3 separate regions of the Mus musculus genome follow, and all the other regions are linked to region 3. A link is a contact called in public Hi-C and HiChIP or PLAC-seq data. All regions are on one chromosome and are shown on one strand. The core of a region is the stretch at or near the end of the contact, and the rest is flanking DNA. Distances in the headings are between cores, read along the strand shown. Region 1 has its middle 7.0 kb from the start of Gm40930. Region 2 has its middle 7.8 kb from the start of Gm47792. Region 3 has its middle 33 kb from the start of Gm29676.

The links. A called contact is a pair of places that touch in the nucleus more often than the background predicts. HiChIP or PLAC-seq counts read pairs in DNA pulled down with a chosen protein or histone mark.
Region 1: a contact with region 3 is called in an H3K4me3 HiChIP or PLAC-seq map of bone marrow-derived macrophages, with 5 times the contacts expected there. The contact joins two enhancer-like sites. A contact is called at or near these places in 1 of 15 datasets of contacts at CTCF or cohesin (CD8 T cells), 11 of 484 Hi-C or Micro-C datasets (bone marrow-derived macrophages, cerebellum, granulocyte-monocyte progenitors and 4 more), 4 of 115 datasets of contacts at active chromatin or transcription factors (bone marrow-derived macrophages, memory CD8 T cells and regulatory T cells) and 1 of 9 other capture datasets (macrophages).
Region 2: a Hi-C map of bone marrow-derived macrophages shows a contact between it and region 3, with 25 read pairs. The contact joins two enhancer-like sites. A contact is called at or near these places in 1 of 15 datasets of contacts at CTCF or cohesin (CD8 T cells), 8 of 484 Hi-C or Micro-C datasets (bone marrow-derived macrophages, granulocyte-monocyte progenitors, muscle stem cells and 3 more), 4 of 115 datasets of contacts at active chromatin or transcription factors (bone marrow-derived macrophages, memory CD8 T cells and regulatory T cells) and 2 of 9 other capture datasets (embryonic stem cells and macrophages).

Annotation. Positions count from the first base shown.
Region 1 is chr13:44,495,279-44,499,947 of GRCm38.p6, forward strand. No RefSeq gene overlaps it. Among named protein-coding and RNA genes, the nearest start is that of Gm40930, 7.0 kb to the right of the region's middle. Within about 2 kb of position 3,298, at least 6 of the 459 cell types and tissues checked have an H3K27ac peak or open chromatin away from gene starts, as enhancers often do. A contact at or near this core is called in bone marrow-derived macrophages, where this site is marked.
Region 2 is chr13:44,515,070-44,519,521 of GRCm38.p6, forward strand. No RefSeq gene overlaps it. Among named protein-coding and RNA genes, the nearest start is that of Gm47792, 7.8 kb to the left of the region's middle. Within about 2 kb of position 2,947, at least 22 of the 459 cell types and tissues checked have an H3K27ac peak or open chromatin away from gene starts, as enhancers often do. A contact at or near this core is called in bone marrow-derived macrophages, where this site is marked.
Region 3 is chr13:44,290,568-44,295,145 of GRCm38.p6, forward strand. No RefSeq gene overlaps it. Among named protein-coding and RNA genes, the nearest start is that of Gm29676, 33 kb to the left of the region's middle. Within about 2 kb of position 2,329, at least 50 of the 459 cell types and tissues checked have an H3K27ac peak or open chromatin away from gene starts, as enhancers often do. A contact at or near this core is called in bone marrow-derived macrophages, where this site is marked.

The DNA of each region.
Region 1 (4,669 bases), core at 2,048-4,547, 210 kb after region 3:
CTAGGATCAAGCCTTTGTGGTATCCAGGAAGAACACTTAACAGCACACAGCTGTGCTCTGGGTAACTTTTTCCTCCATTTTCCTCTTGCTCATAACTGTGCTCCATTTGTGTCCAATGTAAAGACTGAATCTTAAAGCTAATTGTGGGCCGGCGAGACGGCTCAGTAAGTAAACAAGCTTGATGCCCAAACCTGATGCCCAGAGTTCAATCCACAGAACCCAAATAAACGTAGAAGAGAACAGACTCCACAAACTCCTCCTCTGGCTTCCAGACACGCCGCACGCTGTGTGCACTTCCCCCACCCCCTGCAATAATAATACATAAAATAAAATAAAGTTAAAGTTAACGGCTACACGGTATGTGGCTAGCTTTCCACTTATGGAATGCCAGTGTGGTGCCAGGTTAGGTGTTTCATATATTGTTCCCAAACCTTTTAACCCACAGTTCCCAGATCTCTCCAGGCAGTGAGGGAAAAATAAAAGCAGATTTACAACCAGCCCCTCACGCGTCAGTCGGTGTTTTGCCCACATTTTACAGTGCTCTGCCTTTCGCCCATCAGTATAAGGCCCTCAAGTCTCACCCTGTGTCTTTAAGAGTCCTCCAGAGAGAGGCCCCAAACTGGAAAATACCCCAGTGCTTATGAGCGACAGGGCAATGTTATTTCCCTGGGAACATCATGCCACAACAAATGAAGGACTGTCACCTCCCTACAAGGGGAGAGATAAAAACCTTGAGATTGAGACTGTGAAAGATGTGAGATGTAAGAGAAAGTGCAGAACTCCGGGAAGATGGCTCGCATTTGTAATCCTGTCCTACCCAAGGCTGAGTCCAGAGGATCGTCACTCTGAGACAAGCTTGGGTGAGACCTTGTCACAAAGCTAAACAAAACAGGAGATCCTGAGAGTGACAAAGAAAAGAGGAAACAAGAAGAAGGAGCTCACATTTAATATCCAGGCTTGGGGGCAAGACCCTGTACCCACTGAGTCCTCTCCCCAGACCGACGCTTGCTTTGGTTCTCCATCCTGGCCGTGGGTCAAGCACGGTGTTTATTGGCCTATGCATTTTTGGCATATGTATTTTCATCTTCCTTCCTTACGCCCCATCAATGCAGAGAGTTAAAAGATGGGTAGAGGATGTGCCATCTTGCTGCGTTAAGTCTCAAAAGCCCCTAAACTTAAAGGACCAAGACGAGCACCTGTACTATCTGCGCCCCTAGCCATCCCTGAGTCCTTCCACCCCAGCTCTTCCTGCTTCCAGGAAGCCCCCTGTTCCCTGCCTGTTGTTCTCCTGCATTTTCTTAGCATCCACTACAGAGAAGCCCCTTGTGCACTAGAGGCTCAGCTCTTTCGACAGAAAGAAAGGAGCCTCAAAGGCTACAGTGACTTCAGTCTTACTGCCAAGCCCTTGAGAAAGCTTTCCCTGGAGAGTTTATTATGTTTCCAGTAATAAAGCACTCTATTTTCACCCTCGATTCTCCTGCCCAGGGTGTGTTAGGGCTCTGGCAGGGAGCTGGCTCAATTAGAGACATATGTTACACGGTGAAGAGGCTGGCTCCGGATCGGTCACTTTTGGACGCCGTTTCGCCACCTACTGTGTGGCTAGACTTTAGTTAAATTATTTGTGCCTTACTTTTGCCATTTCATCATGGCGATCATAAGTAGGATTAGAAGAGTTTATACACATTATTCATGTAGAATAGCATGGCCTACAGTAAAGAGCAGCTTGAAAACCTATGGTCACATATGAAAAGAGTATTTAACTCATAGGGTTTGCAATTGCAGTAAGGAGAGACCAGAAAGCTGGAAATAGCTATGCATGCCTATAATCCCAGCACTCAGAAAGCAGAGGCAAGGGGGCTGCAAGCTGGAAGCCAGTGGGGTATACAGAGCAAGGACCTGTCTCAAAAATAAACTCTCGGGTCAAAAGTCTCTTATAATCAAAACCAGCACAGTTATCTAAATACTGAAGATGAAATAAACAAGACATAGCATTTCAAAAAGTTTTAAAAGCTAACATTTGACGGGGCAAAGCATGGATTAAAGTTAATGGGAACCAGGCATGCTAATACATTGATACACGCCGATGACGATACCATGGATCCGGGGAGACTGGAAAGCTCTGCTCTGAGGCCAGCTGGGGCTACACAGGAAAGCCTTGACTCTAAAGGAATAAATAAATGAATGTGTGGTACTTATCCGAAAGGAAGCAGTCACAATGGTAGAGCTGTTTCAGAGGAGAATCCAAAGTCCCAAAGTGTGCCGTCAGTCAAAGCAGGTGTGCAAAGTTTCCTCTGGTAGAAGTCACACTGGGTAGTGAGCCAGAGGTTGTAAAGGTACACACTCCCTGGTGCTCTTTTCCACACGCCAGAAACCATCTGTGTCTCTAATGACCAAAAGTTTCCATGTGAATACGTTACATCACCGCATCTTCAAGCTAACCGACAACACGAAAAGCGTGGAATGCAAAAGATGAACCTTCTGGAGAGCTTGCTTGGCCAGGCCCAAGATGGCATCAAAAGTTGTCATTGGGTTTCCTAGTAGTCGCAAGTTATGGTCTGAATGTCAGCATTCTGTGTTGGAACGTCTTTATCCATGGGGCACTTTAAGAAGTGATGATGTCCTGTGAGCAGAGTGGCACCCCTTCCTAGGCTCCTTCTGCCCTTCGTTCTTCTTCCTTGTTAGGGGACAGCTCTGTATAGCAACCAGGCACCATCACCAGAGATCAGATAAGCAAGGCCCCAGACTTCCCAGCCCCAAAGCAGTGAAAAAAAAAAATCTGTCACACAGTTTTGTGCTGGGGAAATGGCTCAGTCGGTACAGTGCTTACCAAGAAGACATGAGGATCCAAGTTCAACCCCAGAACCCACATTTAGAAGCCCTGTGCTAAGGAATTGCAGACAAACCTAGCCTAGCCATGGAGCCCAAGCCAATGAGACCTCAAAAATCAAGCAAGAGGAATGGCTTGATGCCTGAGGAATGACTCGAAAGGTTGCCCCTCTAGCCCCACCCCCTACACGCATGTGCATGCCCGCATGCATGAGTGTGCACACACACACACACACACACAGACTCACACTAAAGAATAAATGAACAAAGCTTCCACTTTCACATATTCTGATATGTCCACCCCAAAAGACTAAGAAAATAACAGGAGGAATTTTTAATTAGTTTTTAAAATTAGTGTACAAAGTCATGGAAATTATTATGGTATTTTCACACTGTCTTAGTCAGGGTTTCTATTCCTGCATAAAACATCATGACCAAGAAGCAAGTTGAGAGGAAAGGGTTTAGTCAGCTTACACTTCCACATTGCTGTTTAATCAAAGGAGTCGGGACTGTAACTCAAGCAGATCAGGAAGCAGGAGCTGATACAGAGGCCACAGAGGGATGTTTCTTACTGGCTTGCTTCCCCTGGCTTGCTCAGCTTGCTTTCTTATAGAACCCAAGACTACCAGCCCAGGGACCCACAGTGGGCCCTCCCCCATGATCACCAACCAAGAAAATGCCTTATAGCTGGATCTCCTAGAGGCTCTTTCCCAACTGAAGCTCCTTTCTCTATGATAACTCCAGCCCGTGTCAAATTAACACACAAAACCAGTCAGTACACACACCTTGTTCTCACTGACCCTCTCCCCAACATATGTATATGTATGGCATATATGCACATATATATGCTATAATTATATACTATATACTTTATATTATATATGAACGTCATACATCAACATATCACAGAGTCCCTATCTTAGTTCTAAGGCAATTTGCAAGACATTGTTTTATGATTTCCTAATGTTGCCTAATATACTTTTGCATTGCAAACAGAATTGCATAGTCTGTATTCCAGCAGTCCTGTCAACATGCAAATTACAAAAACAACATTCCCCCCGTCCAAAAAAGAGCTGTATCAACTGTCAGAGAAAAGTGGGGTTATCAAAAGATATCAGTCAAAGTTCTACAAAAACTAGAGCCCTTCAAAACTATGACTCCCCCAGTATCACAGCCAGATCTTTGTTTAAATCTTTTATCCATGAAAGGTATGACGGGTTGAGTCACATATCCTTGTGAATAATGGTAACGGCTTGACTTTAGCAATGCTTTTCACTCTTTAACTTAAGAGTCCAGGAATTGCTACATTTTTTTTTAAGTCCAACAGAGGACATTCTCAAGTTTCTTTTTGTTCTTGGTGGTAGTTTGATTTGATTTGGTTTGGTTGTTTTTCAGAATATGTGAAAAGTAATTTGATAAACACCTTTGTAGAAAAGAAAGAAGAAACTCAGTAGGAGCTTGCTTAAGTTTGGGGAGAGGGCTTACAAAGGGGCGTTTTTTAGCTACTTTTTAACTTTTGAAGCTATTGTCAGCCCTTTAGAAGCATCTATTTACAGGAAGTCAATGTAGTAATTTGAGATTGTTCTTATCTCTTCACTAAGATAAGTCTCCCAGTAGCTCTTACTACCTCCTTCTGCCATACCTGGGGAAAGAAATCCTTTCTAATTAGAAGAGTATAAGCCAGCCCACCCTGGAGATTCTGAAGGGCAGGTGGGGTCCAGAAGCCGCTAGGAACCACCACCAAATGCCCAGGAATAGGGACTGGGAAGAACACTTTCCTCTGCCGACCTGTGTCCTGTGACAGAGCATCCCCAGACAGCAGGGTCCAGAGAACACATATCCA
Region 2 (4,452 bases), core at 1,697-4,196, 230 kb after region 3:
CATAATGTGTTTGAGGCCAAGATGAGTTATATGAGATTCTGTCTTGAAAAAGAAAGAAAGTTTTTTTTTTTAAATCCAGATTTTTCAGTTTTCAAATTAGAGATACTTCAACTTGCCAAAAGGAAATACCCTAGTTTCCAGTGTTTTCTGGGGACCCAGACCCTTAGACATATAGTTGAGAAGTAACATCAAAGAGGCAGCTCTGGCAACTGTTACAGCAGCCGTTCTTAACCTTTCTACGCTTTCACCTTCTATTTATTTTATTTTATTTTATTTTATTTTATTTATTTACTCTTATTTTTCGAGACAGGTTTCTCTGTGTAGTCCTGACTGTCCTGGAACTCATTTTGTAGACCAGGCTGGCCTCGAACTCAGAAATCTGCCTGCCTCTGCCTCCCAAGTGCTGGGATTAAAGGCGTGCATCACACACCCGGCTTTTTAAAAAAATGTGTAGCCCAGGCTGGCCTTGAACTTGTGATCCTCCTGCCTCTGCCTCCTTCAGCAAATCCTACTGGTGTGTGCCACCACAACCGGCGCTTTGACCTTCTAATACAGTCACCCATGTGGTGGTGACCCCCAACATAAAATAATTTTTGCTGTTCCTTCATAACTGCAATTTTGCTATAGTTCTATGTTGTCAAAATTTTTAATCCCAATTCAGGGTTTCTAGCCTTGATCATTTAGTTTCCAGATGAAAGACACACAACTTTTATTATTTACAATAAGCCTTAAATAGCACAAGAGAGGGCCAGTTATCTACCCTCTATGCTACTAAAATCTACTTTCCTATGCATAACCAAGTTATTACTTTACTATATTTCATCTGAGCTGCTCTTAACCCCAACTGGCCAGTCCTCTGTGCTACGTTTTCATGAGTCAACTAGCCATGATGGCTTCTGTTCCAATAGGAAGAGAGGAAGCTACCATGAAGGAAGACAGACCATAAGCACATGGCCAGGAGAAACAGCAAGTATCTGGGGTATACTGCTGGGGAGGCGGCCAGGCCAACATCTAGAAGAGTAGTTTAGGGGTTATCTCTCAGTAATTGTAAAAGCCAAATAAAATAACCTTAGTCTAAGTCTCATTTATTTGTAAGCTAGTCAGAGCTAAGCATAAATTGGTTGTACTACAGTTATGAATCACAATGTAAAAATCTGTGTTTTCCGATGGTCTTAGGTGACCCCCGTGAAAGGGTTGTTCTGCCCCTAAGGGGTCATGACTCACATGTTGAGACCCACTGCTTTAGAGGGTAGACTGCCCCCCTCCTCTGCTCCAAGGCATCAACATAGGAGCATCTGACTCCAGGCTTCCTCTTGCTCGTCCCTGGACCAGGCTCCTCTCTGGGTGCTTCTGTAGGTCCCCATCATAGCTATCATAATGAACATCTTTTGACCATCCACAATTCTCTGAGTCAGAGCCTGGGTTTGGTTTCTACCCTTGGAAGGTCTTCAGAAGAGAGAGAAGGGTACCGGACCCCTTCTTGCCTGCTTGGCCCGGCAGCCTTGTAAGCCCCTCCTTGGCTGCTAGAACCTCAAAAACCACAAGATGCAGCACTCCTTCCCACAGGCAGAGAAAGGCAGTTTCCTGTAAGGAATCTTGTGTCACTCCAGGAGATGGGGAAGGGAATTTGAGGTGCTCCGTAGCACCACCACTACCACCCCTCACCCCTAGTCACCATAGAAAATCACCTACTCAGAGAAATGGAAGGAATGTTGGTGATCATCTATACAGGGCCACGAGGGAACATCTAAAAACAACAGTCCAGATCCTGTGCTGCAAAGGACTCCTAGTGGAAGAGACATCCTCTTAGGAACCCATCCTCAGCATCAGACAGACTTGAGCGTCAGTGACATCTTCCTGTTATCCCAGCACCTCCAGGTCCAGCTGCAACTGAACACTGCACAATAAAATGGAGAGGGTGCACATTTCTAGGGGGTGGGAGGAGGACATATGATCCTGTTCCAACTCAGCCTGTTCTCTGCTCTTCGGAACTTAAAACCTGTCTGACATTCACCACATGATGGGGAGTGCTGGCAGACGGAGGAGGGAGAAAAGGCTAAATGTATTTTAATGGGACCATTAGGAGTACGTCAAAAGGTGAGAAAAAAGCATTTGCCTGCCAAGAAAATAAGCATTGGTCTAAAAAAAAATATATAGAATGGTCCCTGGATTTCCTATTTGCTTACTGCCCCTCCCCCATTCTCTTTCTTTCTTTCTTTCTTTCTTTCTTTCTTTCTTTCTTTTTTTCTTAATGAGAATCCGATTCAACAGGAGACAGCCTAGGTCTTGCGTAGCTTACAAACACACATTTTCTTAAGCCCAGCAATGTGGGCAGAAATACAGGATAGCAGAGAAAGAACACACATGCTGGTGTATGTCAAGTGGGATCGGCGAGCAGCTCTCAGACTACAACAGCCCACAGAGTTAGGACAGAGCAGTCAGTCGCATCCATAGCTTGGCTTCCAATGTTAATCAGTAAGCCCTCCTCTCTCACAGTACTGCCATTAGTTAAAGTTGGGAATGGCAAATACCAGTACTGAGGGGTTTTTTTGTTTGTTTGTTTGTTTTTCTTACACGTAGGGGAGTGCGTGCCTGCGTGCGTGCATGTGTCTGTCTGTCTGTGTCTGTCTTTCTGTGTGTCTATAACCTCTACCTGTGTCTATTGATTGGTTGATTGAGTCCAGGGCCTGGCTCCACCTGTGTCTTCATGGATTCTCCTGTTCTTCACATGACTCTGAATTCCGAGGCTGAGACATTACTCGGATTGTGAGCCATACTGTATATTCACTGGGTTCTGTACGAAATGCTGAGATGAATCAGAGTCCACCCCCTGGACCCTAGCAGCAGGGGGACAGGGGGGCGGGGCAACCAGTTACACAGAGGAAAAGAAAGTGATCTACACCGAGACCAGAAGCTAGAAGAAATGATTAAAATGATCAGACCAAGCAAAGAGAGCATGCCTGACCCCACTGCTATACAGATCTCATTCACTCTAGCACACCATAACGAACTAGACAACAAGCAAACAGATTGCAAAAGAAAGGACATTAAGCCGGGTGTGGTGGCGCACGCCTTTAATCCCAGCACTCGGGAGGCAGAGACAGGTGGATTTCTGAGTTCAAGGCCAGCCTGGTCTACAGAGTGAGTTCCAGGACAGCCAGGGCTACATAGAGAAACCCTGTCTCAAAAAACCAAAAAAAAAAAAAGAAAGAAAGAAAGAAAGGACATACCTCATATAGGGGTAAGTCCTCTCCTCACAGAAGGAAATCCCCCAGCAGTAGAAACTGGTGGAGAGAAAAAAAGAGGAACAGAGAGTAAATCAAGCCGGGCAAAGTGGGAAATACCCCCATAAGATTGGGGGGGGAGGATGAATGACAAGAGGATGCTATAATTAGGCAATAGGAGAAGAACGAGGACCATCGCATCCCATGCTCCCCTGCACACATCAGCAGAACACCTACGAAATCCCCACCACTTCAAATTCTATCCATTGCTTACTCTCATTAAGTCAATTCATTTTTCTAAAATCTTCATTCTTATGTTAAAACTCTTGACACAAATGCTGAATCAAAACCCAGGGTTGCCTGCCATAAACAGAGAGCAACTGTGAAAACAAATACCAGAAAGTGGAGAGAAGCATTATGGGTGAATTTCTCAAAATGCTAAAGGTCGAGAACCCAGAGTTTGCTCCCCACCGGCCAGCCGGAGCTACATAGCGAGACTGTCTTCAAAAAAATAATAATAAAATAAGGAGAAGAAGGAAGAGGAGGAGGAAAGAGAGGAGGAGGAGAAAGAGAAATAGTTTTAAATAGAGAACAGTGCTAAAGAAACATTCAAAACATTTCAGAATCAACTTTAGACTCTTTGACTTAATCAGCACATCAAAAATGGAACCAAACGATAATGCTGCCTTGATATAGCATTTAATACAGTATCCGGTGTCATGTGTGACAATCAGCTATGATCATCTCCCATCCCACCCCCGAGGGACTGCCATGCAGGGAGATTCTGAACTGTCCTCCAAGGAAAAGCCGTCTGTTTCAAATGCTGAGAGAAGGAGGCACATCGTCACCCACATCAACACGACATTTACCCTTTTATAAAAATGCAAGAACAGAACAGGATGAGTCTCGTGCCTTCTCTAAATATCAAGTCAACCCGGGAATCCAGAAATCTCCCTTTAAGACTTTCTTCCAGGTAAGGTGTGGCGACACATACTCAGGGCTTAGAAAGATCAACAAAAGCTTGAGGTCAACCTCGGCTACATAGTAAGTACCACATCAGACCAGGTCACATGGCAAGAGCCCTGTCGAGAGGCAGGGGCAGGGGATGGAAGGGTTCTCACCTCTTGCAGGTATGGCATTCTTTGCTAACCTCACAATTGATTACCTATCAGTTGGGCAGGATAGGAGTAAAAGACATGTTAAAACACCCAAATGCAGATATTGCCAA
Region 3 (4,578 bases), core at 1,079-3,578:
AACACCCTTGCAATAAACATCTAGGATACTAGCTGGTAAAGGTAGAAAACCAGAATTAAGTAGATATAGAAAAGAAAGCATACAGAACCCACACACAAGTACCCATATCACCCCTGTGCTTCGGATCATGGAGATGGCCAACCTGAAACTGAGAAAATGTTCCTATGCTTAATGGCAAGTATGTATATGCGTCTGTAAATGAAAGAGTGAAAATGGCTTGGTGGGTTGTTAGTCAATAAAAAACAGGTTTCAAATTGCTTTAACTTCATCTTCAATTATTTATGTTGAAAACTATACTAAACCTGAACCAATGGAACTAGGAGGTCGGGGTGTCTGAAGCTTGGCATGGTGGAACAGGCCGATAATTCCAGCTACTTGGAAGGCAGAGGCGGGAGGGCTAAGGACTCTGGGTCAGTTTGGACTACAGAATGAGTTCAAGGCTAGCCTAGACTTCAATCAACATAGACTTCAGAGCACCTTAGCGAGACCCTGCCTCAAGACGAAAAGTGAAAAAGGAAGGCAGCTATGGATAGCTCCATGGTAAACACTTGCCCAGCATGTGCCAGACCCTGGATCGTCTCCAGACGATCGATCCAGACGGTCAGGTGTGTTTCTAGCTCTTTGCATCTGGATCTACCTCCGAGCCGCAAAAGTTTCCCAACGTCTCCCAGAATAACGTCAGCAGGTGAGGCCGAGTGTTCCGAGCGTGAGACTTTGGAGGACATTTCATATTCAAACAGTCCACATGTTAGAGTCCATTAACGGTGATGTCTCACAGTTACCCAAATTGATTTCTCCACATCTGACCAAACAGCTTTCCAGTCCCTCTCAGCCACTCACTGTGTCCTTCCTCACCTTTGATCCTAACTCTTTCCTACCAGGTAAAGGTGGCCAAATATCTGCTCGTTTCAGGTCAATGAAATGCCACTCACTCTGTGGGATTTCCTCTAACTCTGCCTATAGAAGCTGCTTTCTGCTTTTCCATGTGTGAGGTACACACTACTTACATGCATCACGTGGAGACCGCAGTGTTCTGTGTAATCACAGAAAACTTGACATGCACAGAATCCTTGATAAAATACTTCCAATTTCTTCCTTGAGAGAGAAGGTCCTGAGAACACGGCTCATTCTCTATCCATGTGTGTCCTTCCCAGAGCACACAGCATTGAGCCTTGCCCTTAGTAACAATCAATAAACATGAGTTGCATTACTTAATTAACGTTTCTGTCCACTCAATATAAAATGTCTGCTTGAAGACGAAGGCCCAGCAATGAGAAGGCTCACTGGGAAATCAATACTTCAATTTTTATGTATCCAATCGGTGTCATATGATACAGTAGATAAGGTGCTATAGTACTTATCTGCACACATCTGTGAAATGTCTCCTCTGTCTGCCCTCCCCACCAGAAACTTGTTGACTTTGGAAAAGTCAGTACCCACTTCAGGAACTAATTAATTAATTAATCAGTAAAAATAAGGGACGGAGCTGTACCTGAGGAGTCTTCTGGCTGGACAAGCCAGTATCTCATACATGGCATGGTGCTGCAGAGGTATTGAAAAATATTAGACACAAGCTATCGAAACCCTTAGCACGTGAGGTCATACATCTATTAGTTAGCTAGATTTATCAATGCACAGTTAACACGCATATCAAAGCACACATACACATATATATCGTAGAGGCATACAGTTTTGAGTTGTATAAACCCTTATGGAACTCAAACCGACCCATAGATAAGCAATGCCAAGAAGCCACTATGTCACCTAGGGTGAGATAACAAGAAGAGAAGGTTTTGCTACCAGGGCCCAAGGCAGAGGTATGTCCCTGCAGAGGATCTGCCTGCTCACAAGGACCACATTGGCTCTCTGAGTGACAGCTAGCAAGGAGTATTTTAGCTTCCCCTTTCCTCTACAGTTATGGATCAAAGCTGGCTATAAAACATTCTGTGCTGTTGTTCTGAGGCTGATGCTGTGCCGTAGAAAGGAGCAGGTCTAAAATCACTGTGGCTACTATTTAACCTCAAGGCAATGCCCAGAATACCCAGATACCCCTGCAAGAATCACCACAGGAAGAAACGTTACATTTGTCACATGCATCCAATGTGACCTTGGGTCTCAGTGACCTCATCTTTCTCAAACTATTTTCCTGTACTTTCAGTTTCTCTTGAAGGAAACGCTGACATATCTGAATTACCGACATCCCTAGCTTGTGCTCTGGGAACATTATTAAGTAAAATAAGACTCATTTGAGCTCAGGCTCTGCAGCACCTAGAGTGTGAATGTGAGAACAGAGGCAGCTACCCAATGGCAATCAGGCAGGAAGCTCACACAGAGAGGGTACACTGAGCAAAGGAGACTTCCTGTCTCAGGCAGGACACGTGGGATTTTTGTTATGCTGCTCAATAAATGCACAATACAAAGCTGATGAATTGAGCCGGGCATGGTGCATACCTTTAATCCCAGCACTGAGAGGCTGAGGCAGGAGAAGCTCTGAGTTCAAGGCCAGCCTGTTCCACAGAGCAAGTTCCAGGACAGCTAGAGCAACGCAGAGAAACCCTGTCTCAAAGAGAAAAAGAAAGAGAGAGGGAGAGAGAGAAAGAGAGAGAAGGAGGAGGAGGAAGAAGAAAAGGAGGAGAGGAGGAAAGGGGAGGGGAGAGGAGGGGAGGGGAGGGGAGGGGAGGGGAGGAGAGGAGAGGAGAGGAGAGGAGAGGAGAGGAGAGGAGAGGAGAGGAGAGGAGAGGAGAGGAGAGGAGAGGAGAGGAGAGGAGAGGAGAGGAGAAAAAGCTTACAAGTTGATCCTGGGGGGTATAGATCTGGGGTTGAATGCCTGGCATTCACTAGACCCAGAATATGATCCCTATCAATGTGAAATAAAAAAAAAATTTTTTTAGTTCTTTCTAGAATTTTCCATTATTGGACTATGAATGATGGAGAAGGACTGGATTTTTTTTTCTGTAATTGCTCTAATAAAATGGGGCATGGTATCTGCCTCATTCTTGTCTCCACAGATATAGGAGTAAGCCCTTAGTGGTGGAATATTACCCAGTGCTCACAGGTTTAGAATCCAAGAAGATAGCCAAATTCTCAATTAGAATAACTCATTGTGGGTCTGTTCATGTTAAAGACAGCCAACCTTTATATTGTCAGGACTCATAAAAACAGGGTGAATTTCACTTTAAACAACAACAAAATCCCCACTCTCACTTAATCTAATGTATTGGGAGGAACATTTTCCCAACTTCCATTTGAGTTTAAAGGGCCTCATCCAAGCTGCTTCGGTTTCCTGCTCTCAACAGGGTAAGATCCAAAATACACAAGAACTGTCAAGCGAGCCAGGAAAATCACGTGCCCGCTCCTACAGTCTACCAAGCTGCCATTAGCAACAAGCTTTACTGCACGGGCTCGCCGACACCTCCCTCCCCTTCCCCATGGCTCGTTTCCACAGCTCTGCCTTCTCTAGCATGCCAGGTCAGTATTGAGGAGGAACCCAAACCACAAAGGACCAAAAAGCAAATATTTTTGCCCAGAGCTAATGTAACAAATTACACGCAAGATCTAAACTGCAAGAACCTTTTAAACGATGCGAGTCTACCCAAACATACAGCATCCCATTTGCCAAGACTTAAAAATTAAATTAAATCTCAGTGGAGGACCCCTCGGGGATTTATAGAACTAGGATTCTGGTCTCAACAGGGCTACAACGCTGGCTTTCTGTTGCCAGTCAATGTCCTGCATACATAAGAAACGAGCACATACGGGGCACACACAGCTTCATGCAAGACAGGTTTCTGTGCATGATCAGAGACTCATTTGCAATGGCTTCCAGCAAGTGCTCAGTTGCAGTCTGGAATGGTGCGTTCCGACTGCCACCTTGACTAAGTTGACATCACCGAGGGGGTACATCTTTGGTCATGTCAATGAGGACGTTTCCAGAAAGATCTAACTGAGGAAGGAAGGCCCACCCTAAGCTGGGCAACACCATGCCGTTGGCTGGAATCCCAAGACAAGAAAAGGGAAAAAGGAGAAAGCCAGCCAAGTTCCACTGTAGAGGGTGGTTCTGATGTTAAGATCCTATTCCCCAATTGGTTCGTGAATGATCAATAAAGATGCTCGGGGCTAATTGCTGGGCAGAAGGAAAGAGGCAGGACTTCTGGGTCCCCAGAGGCAGGTTAAGAGTCACTGGGGAGGAAGGGAGAATTTGGCTATGCTTCAGAAGGAGAAAAGGTGACACAGAGACTGTAGGCTGCTTCTCCAGGGAGGAGGTTAGAAACATTACTAAGCTGAGGGCAGATTTAGGATGCTGAGCTGGGACTAAAGTTAACTGAGCAATTGTGTGTCTGTGTGTGTCTGTGTGTGTCTGTGTGTGTCTGTGTGTGTCTGTGTCTGTGTTTCATCCACAGATCTGAAAGAACCTGGGTGGAGCCAGTAGAGTGGTCTGCCTGGGGCTTAAAGCAGGGTAGCAAAAACTGCATGCTACAGTCCACCATTCAGACCTCTTCTTCCACTCAGATGTAAGGCGTCCTGGCTACTTGCTTCTGTTATCACAGAGCCACCCACCACTGTGCTTTCCTGCCCTGA